Linked DNA regions of Mus musculus: region 2 is linked to region 1. The links are chromatin contacts, called in public HiChIP or PLAC-seq maps. All regions are on one chromosome and are shown on one strand. Each heading gives the region's core, a stretch centred on a gene start, on an enhancer-like site or on the middle of the called end of the contact. The rest is flanking DNA. Distances are from core to core; before and after follow the strand shown.

Evidence for each region. HiChIP or PLAC-seq counts read pairs in DNA pulled down with a chosen protein or histone mark.
Region 2: a FOXA1 HiChIP or PLAC-seq map of pancreatic cancer cells shows a contact between it and region 1. The contact joins the enhancer-like site here to the promoter of Smarcd1 in region 1. A contact is called at or near these places in 5 of 115 datasets of contacts at active chromatin or transcription factors (embryonic fibroblasts, embryonic forebrain, embryonic stem cells and 1 more) and 4 of 9 other capture datasets (adipose tissue, embryonic stem cells, macrophages and 1 more).

What each region holds. Positions count from the first base shown.
Region 1 is chr15:99,699,702-99,704,614 of GRCm38.p6, reverse strand. Smarcd1 (SWI/SNF related, matrix associated, actin dependent regulator of chromatin, subfamily d, member 1) reads right to left here and starts at 2,328. Exons shown (of 13, transcript NM_031842.2): 1 at 2,117-2,328; 2 at 1,322-1,509; 3 at 982-1,024; 4 at 755-877; 5 at 162-284. The coding sequence starts at 2,293. Asic1 (acid-sensing (proton-gated) ion channel 1) reads right to left here. Exons shown (of 12, transcript NM_009597.2): 12 at 3,485-4,913. Gm34939 (predicted gene, 34939) reads left to right here and starts at 811. Exons shown (of 3, transcript NR_168656.1): 1 at 811-989; 2 at 1,113-1,373; 3 at 1,825-3,208.
Region 2 is chr15:99,552,763-99,557,796 of GRCm38.p6, reverse strand. It overlaps the pseudogene Gm5808. Among named protein-coding and RNA genes, the nearest start is that of Aqp2, 24 kb to the left of the region's middle. Within about 2 kb of position 3,771, at least 61 of the 459 cell types and tissues checked have an H3K27ac peak or open chromatin away from gene starts, as enhancers often do. A contact at or near this core is called in embryonic fibroblasts and pancreatic cancer cells, where this site is marked.

The DNA of each region.
Region 1 (4,913 bases), core at 1,079-3,578:
ATGCAGGGAACACAGCCCCCCAGCCCCCTCCCGGAAGCTCCCAGCAGGAGTGGTGAACTGCAGTCAGGTTTCCTGCTGAGCACACCGCACCAAGCACCCGGCACAGTGCCACCCCTGCAGCTCCCTCCCTGAGCACCAACCACAGTGGACCTTGAACTCACGTCCTCCAGGAGCCGGCCTTCTACCCGGAGCTCCCAGGAAGCCACCGTCCCTTCCCCATCCTCCGCGTCCGACTTAGCCGGATTGAACGTGTTAGAAATGAAAATTCGCAGCTTCCGTTTTTGCTGAGGAAGGCAGAAACAGGATCGACAGTGGAGCTTCGGTAGTAAAGGTCCCCTAAAACTCCCAAGTGACTCCTCACTGGCTGGCTCACTACAGGGGACAGAGACTCCACTCGGAAGTGTACAGTCCCGACCTGAGCCTGGGTGCAAGTGAATGCACCAGGGGACTAGGGAGACAAAATTGTGCAAAGTGGCATGTTCCCAAGGTAGCAAGTGGTTACAGCAAAAAGCGCGCACGGGTCTATTTCTGTCTAGAGCCCTGGATAGCTCCCCCCCAACCCCCCACCCCCGCCCCTTTCCCTGCCAGCTGTTAGACTCCTATGCTCCTAATGTAATTCCTGGTTTGTAGGCGGAAGGGAAAGATGCAATTTAAATGCCACAGAGAGCTGTGCTGTGCCTTTGATTTTTCCATCCTGAGCTGGAGAGAGACCTGGGCCCCTCCCTTGACCCTCAGCCTGGTACTGTCCTGTTACCTTGATGGGACGTTTCAAGGCCTCCTGGATATCTAGCCGCTTCCTCATAATAGTCTGGTCCAGTTTCCTTTCAAAAGCCAGGAGATCCATGTAGGCCTGTGATTCTGGGACCAGTTCCCGAATCTTAGGAACAGAAAGACAGAGATGGGATGGGGCAGCCCTCGTTCTGACCACTTCTATTCTCAAAGCCACTACCCCTTCAAGGAGACCTCTGCAGCTGCACTCACCCTTTGAGGTAGGATTTTGTCAGCCATCTTCTTTTTCTTTGCACTGTTCAGAATAAATACTGTGATCAGGTTGGGATAGGAACTAGTCAGAACGTGAGCAGTGTTGTGAGCACCTTTGTTTATGGTTACAGCCAAGGCCTACGAAATGACTCTCCATTTAAAGACGCTACCTCTCCCATGACCACCAAAACTCCACTGCATCATGAGGCCCTGTTAGTCCCTGCAGCACCGTTTGGTGCCACAGCGCTGACTTCCTGGTTCTGCATGCCCACCACCAGCATCCTCACAGGCCTCCTCTCCCCCATACCCTTCTTTCCTTCACCCCCAGGGGTCATCTTACTTGTGATTTCGATTTTGGACCGCCTGCTGCTGGACCTGCTGGATCTGTTGAGGTGCAGGTCTCTTGCGGGACTGGTCCATCCCTGACTGGGCCAGACCAGGTCGGACTGAAGGGTTCCCCCCATAGCCAGGAGGTCCCATGGAAGGTCCCTGAGGTGTCATTCGGCTACCTGGCAGCATACCTGGTCTCTACAGAAGGGAGAGGACCCAGAAATGTCATACTTTTCCTTGCTAGCCCCACCAAGAAAGGAAAAATGGTGGCAGCCTGGATTTCAGGAGTGGGTTAGGGCTGGGGGTGGGGTGGGGGGACAACAAGACAGTCCTTTGCTTCTTTGAAATACAGTCACTGGACCTTCAGTGATTTCATTGCATATAGTCTAAAAACTAGATTATACTCAATTTTTCTGGTCTATGCTGGATCTGACTCACCAGACATGTCTAGTCAGCCCTACATTTCTTTTTTTACTAGCTACTGTCTCCTCTAAAGCTGACCTCCATTTGCAGCTATAACAGCCTGGGTATTCCTGGGGACACGGGGGCTGCCCACTCCCCTCTGCATTCCATGACCATCCCAGGGCCCACTTCGCCCACCCTGGTTCCACACTCACTCCTCACATGGAAACAATGCCGCCAGGAGCAGGTAAGGATGCTAACCTCCTCCCCCCCCACACACCTCCACTCCCGGCCCGAGCCCCTCCCCAGGGAGTCCCTCCCACTTCTCCCTCACCCCTGTCAGTCCTCCGCCCTCGCTCGGCCCCGCCCCCGGCCCGCGCGCCCCTCCTCCTGTCCCACTCACCGGATAGGCCGCCCCGGGCATCGGAGAGCGGTACAGCCCTTGACCCGGCGCCGGGCCCATTCGCACGGGAGGCCCGGGAGTTCCGCCCGGGCCCAGAGCAGCCGCCACGCCCGCTCCTCCTGAGGCTCCCGCGCCGCCGCTCGGAGCCACAGACTGGAAACCCGCCCGGGCCGCCATCTTCCCGGAGCCGCCGCTGCAGCTGCACAAAGAACCGGAACCGGAACTCCCCCCGCCCCCCGCGCGCCCCCCGAGCGCCTGGGCTGTTTGTGGGCCCGGCCCGCCGGCGGGCACAGGCGGCTCGGAGCAGCGAGACTACGGGCTAGAGGGGGCGACTAGCGGGAAAGGCGTGCTGACCACTCCCTCCCGCCTTCACGGGCCAGGAGGGAGCACCATAGAGAAGCGGTGTGCGGATAAAGAGGTGCCGGGAGCGAGCGCCTCCACGCGGTTGGAGGACGGTAAAAAGCCTTGCAGAGAGCCCAGCCCATCCGGCTGGCGGCTGGAGTGATGCTTCACCTTGGCCCAGTGCATTTACCTCTCCAAAGCATTCTGGTTGCCTTGCTTTTCGTTCTCCTACTGCTCAGACTCCGGGTACTAAAGAGGAAAACGTGCTGTTTGTTCGTTCGGGAAAAGTAGAACTCGAAGGAGATCAATGTCGTGGCAAAGACAAATCAGCAAGAGAAAACCCATGCCGGGCCGTGGTGGCGCACGCCTTTAATCCCAGCACTTGGGAGGCAGAGGCAGGCGGATTTCTGAGTTCGAGGCCAGCCTGGTCTACAGAGTGAGTTCCAGGACAGCCAGGGATACACAGAGAAGGCTCGGGACCCTTCACCTCAGACGTTTAACTTAAGATTTTGATGCGTTTTTTCCCGTGACTTTTCTCCAAAGAGTCCTGGATATTTGTTGCCATAGATAACTGCTGGTCCCCTGCCCAGTGATCAGACGAATCCTGAGCCTGTCTTTTCCCAGCAGGATCAGTGTTTACCTGATCAAGTATGTAGGGTCTGGTGTAGCCCAATCTAGCGTTAAACTCACTGTGTAATGGAAGATAGCTGCTCCATCTCCTACCTGCTGGAATTACAGGTATAACCACCACACCGGGCTACCACTCAAATTCCCTTACTCTAGTTGTGTGGCTCTCAAGGCAAGCTCCATTCTAAAGGTAACACCCACAGTTTGCAACTAAAAACAGCACTGGGCAGGATAATGGCAGCTCAGGCTTTTAATCCCAGCATTTTGGGAGGCAGGAGGATCTCTGTGAGAGTTCGAGGCCAGCCTGGACTACAGAGCCGTTCCAGGACAGCCAGGGCTACACAGAGAAACCCTGTCTCAAAACAAACCAAACAACAAACAGAAAACCAACACTGAAGAGATGGTTGAAACCCAGTTTATTAGACCAGAGGCATGCGTCACCCAGAGCCCCTCCTGCTGCCCCCCCAGCCAGTGTACATTTCTCAGCTTTGCCCTGTTTCTTTCTGGGGAGTTCTGATCTCTAAACAACTCTTGAGAACCAAGAGGTCTCAAAGATGCCAAAGCCTTGCTCTCTGGCTCCAGGCCAACGTACACAGGTGATCTGCCCATAAGTCCTGTTTTGGGATTAGAGACCAAGAGACAGTGGGGACAGAGAAGGCCAGGAATGAGATTGGAGAGCTGGCCTGGGAAGGGTGTCTGGTTGAGGAGGCCCTCTACCTCACCTTGTGGCCCCCTTAGGGTAGGGACACACAACAGCACGTCTTTCAACTTCTGCTCTAGGCCAATCTCTTTCCTCATGTGACCACGCCCTGACTCACCAGAAAATGCAAGCGGTGGGCCTGGGCATCAAGGTGAGGACTGGGCCCTGGGCACCCCGAAGAAAGAAAGGCCACTGAGTCAGGGCTCCGGCTTCTGGCTGTGGGTACCCACCGCCCAGCTGCAAGAGGGAGTCACCAATCCCCAGCCTCCCTCCCCACCTCCCGTCTGTAACTCTCTCCGCTTAGTGTCCTCCATTCCTGGGTAGGAGCTACCTCTCCAGCAGTCACTTCCCTCAGGGAGGCCACAGTCAGCCAGGCAAAGGGCACTGGGATAGGTGGAGCAAGGTAGAGGGTATGTTAAGGCTGTGGGGAGGGCAGAGGGTGCCCCGGTCGTGGGGGCAAAGGGCGAGGCCAGAAAGAGGCAGAGCTTGTAATTCACAGCTTCCTTTATGTCGCCACCGAGACAGTGCGAAGGTTACAATGCGCGTGTCATCTCCTTGTGCTTCTCAGAGGGATGTGTGTACACAGTACAGTACAGACACCAGGGGAGAATCCAGCTCTTTATACGGGCAAAGGCATTCAGAGACAGGAGAATGGGGGAGAGACAGAAGGGAGAACTAGGGGCGGGAGGGCGGTTCTTGGAGACAAGAGGGAATGGAGGGGGAGACAAACAGGGCCGGAGGGGAGTATATACAAGGTTATAGTAATATAGAGTCTGTATCATATAGAAATAGAAAATGCAGATGAGGTTGCCGAGAGAAGCGGATGACGTCGGGGAAGAGGACTTGGGATTGTTCCATAAGAAAATTTATGGATGTGGCCTTCTGCAAAGGCCTCTGAGAGAGAAGCCAGTGAGGTCAGGCGGCCGTGCCCCTCTCCCTGAGCCGGGCGCTAACCAGCCAGGTCTTCTGGGGGATGTCACAGAGGGTTGCCTCTTGGGATCTCTCTCCAGCAGCTTTGGGGTGGAGGTGACTTACAGATATTGGGATGTGGCCTACAGCACCAGGGCCACATGGAGTCCCAATCTCTACTTCTTCAGGAAATCCTCTGCCCCGTAAAGATTCCGTATG
Region 2 (5,034 bases), core at 2,522-5,021, 150 kb after region 1:
AGCAGGTTCAGTTTGGAAATAATTTCTTAAAAAAAAAAAAAAAAAAAGAGAAAGCATTCCTTAGGCTTGTTCCTGGAGGATGCTTAGTGGGAGGAAGGATGGGTGAGTGTAGCCAGGGTTGGGTAATGTGTAAACCTGCAGAGGGCCTTAGGGGCTAGCCTGGGTCACAGGTAAGACAGGAGGAGCAGGCAAGCGTTCTGGAGTGATCCAGCTGGCATTGTCTGGAGGCATTACCATGTGTCTTAGTCAGGGTTTCTATTCCTGCACAAACATCATGACCAAGGAGCAAGTTGGGGAGGAAAGGGTTTATTCTGCTTACACTTCCATACTGCTGTTCATCACCAAATGAAGTCAGGACTGGAACTCAAGCAGGGCAGGAAGCAGGAGCTGATGCAGAAGCCATGGAGGGATGTTCTTTACTGGCTTGCTTCTCCTGGCTTGCTCAGCCTTCTCTCTTATAGAACCCAAGACTACCAGCCCAGAGATGGTCCCACCCACAAGGGGCCTTTCCCCCTTGATCACTAATTGAGAAAATGCCTTACAGCTGGATCTCATGGAGGCATTTCCTCCTCTGAAGCTCCTTTCTTTGTGACAACTCCAGCTTATGTCAAATTGACACAAAATCAGCCAGTACAAAAGGCAGTAACAAATGTCCTGACAGGGAGGTATGTGTGCAACAGCCTGAGGTTTACAGCACGGAGTATGTCAGGGCTTCAGACAGCCCACATGAATAAGGCTGGGGTTACACAGCTGGTCTAAGAAATTCAGTGCTCCTTCCAGTGTGCATGTCTGAAGTTTGTACCGTCTGAGGAGAGCTCTCACAGACACAAACAGCCAATGGCAAGGTTCACAAAACTCCATGGCTGTGGGAATGTGGCTAAGGTCTCCTCAAGGTCCTAGAAGAGTCCCAATAAGCCAGGAGTATGTCACACAGAAGACTACTGCTTCTGAGCTCTCTTCTGTGATGGGGAAAGCAACCTGTGTTCCATGGCACCTACAGGAACACTCACTGCTCTGAAACCCAGGTCAGACTGGCTCCCACTCTGACCGGTGCCCTGCTCTGTCCCAAGAACACTCATACTCTCCAGACCAATGGGGGAGCTGAGGTTCAGGAGACAGCATGGCCTAGAACTTGGGTGTCTATTCCCACGGCCAACATCAGCCAGCACCCTGCAGGGAGCTACAGAATTCCCAGCACTGGGAAGGCCTGCGAGTCTTGTACAGGGGAAGCAGATATGGGGAGCAGGGAGGTTTTCTGACAAAAATACTCATTCTACTGGGCGTGGTGACATGCGCCTGTGGTCCAGCTCCTCGGGAAGTTAAGACAGGAAGGCTTAACTTTAGACTTGGGGCTCAGGGTGCAACCTGTGAGACTTTATCTTAAAGAAGAGGAGGAGGCAGCAGCCAGTGACAACTACATAGAGGGACTGAAGATAGTTCAATCAATCAATCAATCAAGTATTTGGCACACAAGCAGAAAAGCCTGAGTTGCATTCTCAGAATCCAACGTAAAAACAACAACAAAACCAGAACCAGGGGCTCATACTAACAGTTATTGCCGGTGGCCCTGAGGTAAACGCCGTACTCCTGTACCGGAGCCCATCATGGCGACGCCTCCGAAACGGTGGGCCTTGGATACGGTGGGGGAGAAAGTGCTGCGGTATGAGACCTTTATCAGTGACGCACTGCAGCGAGACTTGCAAAAGGTGCTGGATCATCGAGACAAGGTATATGAGCAGCTGTCCGTATATCTTCAACTAAGACATGTCATTGAGCGACTCCAGGAAACTAATCACTCAGAGTTATATATGCAGGTGGATTTGGGCTGTAACTTCTTTGTTGACACAGTGGTCCCAGATACTTCACGCATCTATGTGGCCCTGGGATATGTTTTTTTCCTGGAACTGACACTGGCTGAAGCACTCAAGTTCATTGACCGAAAGAGTTCTCTCCTCACAGAGCCTCGTCAGCCTCACCAAGGACTCCATGAATATCAAGGCCCATATCCTCATGATGCTAGAGGTGAGAGCAGCTCACTCCACCCTTCAAATATATTTAGGGTGATAACCTAAAGACAGGAGAAAGCCAAAGAAGGGAGGGGTCATCTTTCCTTCTAAATTGAAACCAAAGAAGTGAAAAACAGAGCAAACCTGGGACAGGACCTGGACCCAGCCTCGGTTCAGTATATGTTGTCCTCTTTTTACAGGGACTTAAAGAACTACAAGGCCTGCAGAATTTCCCAGAGCCATCTCCCCATTGACTGTATCTTCCCAGCCTCCAATATTAAAGCACCTGAATGCCTTGGGAAAAAAAAAGCAAAACAGAACCAGGCAGATAGCAAGTGTTTACCATTCCAGTGCTGCGGAGTTGGAGAGAGGTGGCTCCAGGGTTTGCTGGCAGGCCAGCTTAGGAGCGCAAGGAGTTCTAGGTCAGTGAGAAAACTTGTCTCAAAGGACAAGAGGGATGGTGCCTGAGGAACAATTTCCAAGGCTGGTGAACATACTCGAGCGCGCGCGTGAACACACACACACAGGTGGGGGAGGGAGTGAGAAGGGGAGGAGGAAGGGAATGGGAGGGGGATGGAGATGGGAGGGGGATGGGAGGAGGAGGGGGATAGGGGAAAGAGATGGGAGGGGGATGGGAGAGGGAGGGGGAGACGGAGACAGAATCAGAGAGGGAGAGGGACAGTGTGGCTAAAATCTAAAAAATCTAAGAAGACCAAGAGAGCAAACCCAAACAATGAGGACCTAAGGCTCAGGGTGGAAAGACCATAGGAGCCAGAGGACCAGGGCGTTGGCTGTGAGGTTGTGTTTACTCGTAATGTCAGAAGCTACACCCGAACAGTCTCACCAACACGGCTGCCTAAACAGAAGCTGAACAAGAAGCCGAGCAAGGACAGCAATGATGGACAAAATGGACGGAGAGAGACCCCGAGGCCCCAGCACTACAGGGAGAGTTACAGGTGGCCAAGGAATGCTGAGAGGGGAAGAAGTTGCTCTCCTCAGGGAGCACAAGCAGTGGGGGTTAATCTAGCATCAAATGGTCAGGCCCTGAAAACATACAAGCAAGTAACACACACTGTACAGGTTATGCTCAGGTTAGTGTGTATGTGTGTGTGTATTAATCATATATGATGAAACTGTAGGCAGGATGGAAGCGTACAAAAGTACATGTAGGACATGAAAGGGAAGAGACTGGGGGTGGGGATGGGGTGCAGAGGAGAAGCAGGGAACACACTTTATTTGAAAATGCCATAATGATGTCTTATAGTTGTAATGTTAACTCAAAAAAAAATTCCTGAAAAACAAGAGCGTGTGTCTAATTTATTTACCCTGCTGAGTCTTCCTCCCAGAAGGGGACCAGGGTCAGACTCCTTCCTAGTGTAATATCATTTCCTGCTTCCGTACAGGCTCTGGCCATGAGATGGGTCAGAGCGGCTTTCAGGAAAGGTGCGTGTGACAGCGGAGGAATCGTCTTAGGATGATAGGTTTGTCTTCTTGAGGTCCTCAAACTCACAGTCCCTCCCCCTGCCTTTAGCCTTCCAATCGCTGGGGTTCCAGGTGTATTTTCACCACTCCTGGCTCAGGATAAATTCTTCTAGTTCTGTTATTTATACGTTCCTACCTCCGAGCCTAGCAGCTCTTTACTGTGTGCCCAGAGGCATTTTTTAAGTGTGGTCTAACTTATCTTGCAGTTACTCAGCCCTTCCACAGGGATCTGAGAGTCAAAACCATTTTCCAAATAACTCAGGATAGCGTTTGCCCTTTCCACGGCAGCCGAGGAATGTGCAGTGGAGTTTTCCAGATGTGGCTTGGCGTGAGACATCAGCTTAGCGCTGATGACTAAGAGAGCATGTGCTTGCCTGTGGTTTTATTTCCAATGCTAGGGATTGAACTCAGGGCCTGGCCGATGCTAAGAATGTGCTCTCTGAGCCACACCCAGCAGACCCCTGTGTGCCTTAAGGGTGCAGTCTGAGGTGGGGATGTAGTTTTATTGTGAGAATATTTGCCTAGCTTGCATGAAGCCCTGGCTTTGACCCCTATTGATGTATAAACTGGGTGTGGGGGCACACACCCTCAATCTGAGAACTCAGGAAGTGGAAGCAGGCAGATCAGGAAGTTAAGGTCATCCTCAGCTACACAGGGAGTTTGAGACAGCCTGGGCTACATTAGTCCCCAGATGATCAATAATGCTCCTTGAAGACCTCAATAAATTTTAGATGTCAAAAGTGGCTCAAACTACAAAAAACGTGAGTACTGCTCATCCACAATGTACATGTGAACTGCTCACCCACAGTGTACATGTGAACTGCTCATCCACAGTGTACATATGAACTGCTCATCCACAGTGTACATGTGAACTGTTCATCCACACGTGTACATGTGAACTGCTCATCCACCATGTACATGTGAACTGCTCATCCACAGTGTACATGTGAACTGCTCATCCACAGTGTACATGTGAACTGTTCATCCACACGTGTACATGTGAACTGCTCATCCACCATGTACATGTGAACTGCTCATCCACAGTGTACATGTGAACTGCTCATCCACAGTGTACATGTGAACTGTTCATCCACACGTGTACATGTGAACTGCTCATCCACCATGTACATGTGAACTGCTCATCCACAGTGTACATGTGAACTGCTCACCCACAGTGTACATGTGAACTGCTCATCCACAGTGTACATGTGAACTGCTCACCCACAGTGTACATGTGAACTGCTCATCCACAGTATACATGTGAACTGCTCATCCACACATGTACATGTGAACTGCTCATCCACAGTGTACATGTGAACTGCTCATCCACACGTGTACATGTGAACTGTTCATCCACCATGTACATGTGAACTGCTCATCCACAGTGTACATGTGAACTGCTCATCCACAGTGTACATGTGAACTGTTCATCCACACGTGTACATGTGAACTGCTCATCCACCATGTACATGTGAACTGCTCATCCACAGTGTACATGTGAACTGCTCACCCACAGTGTACATGTGAACTGCTCATCCACAGTGTA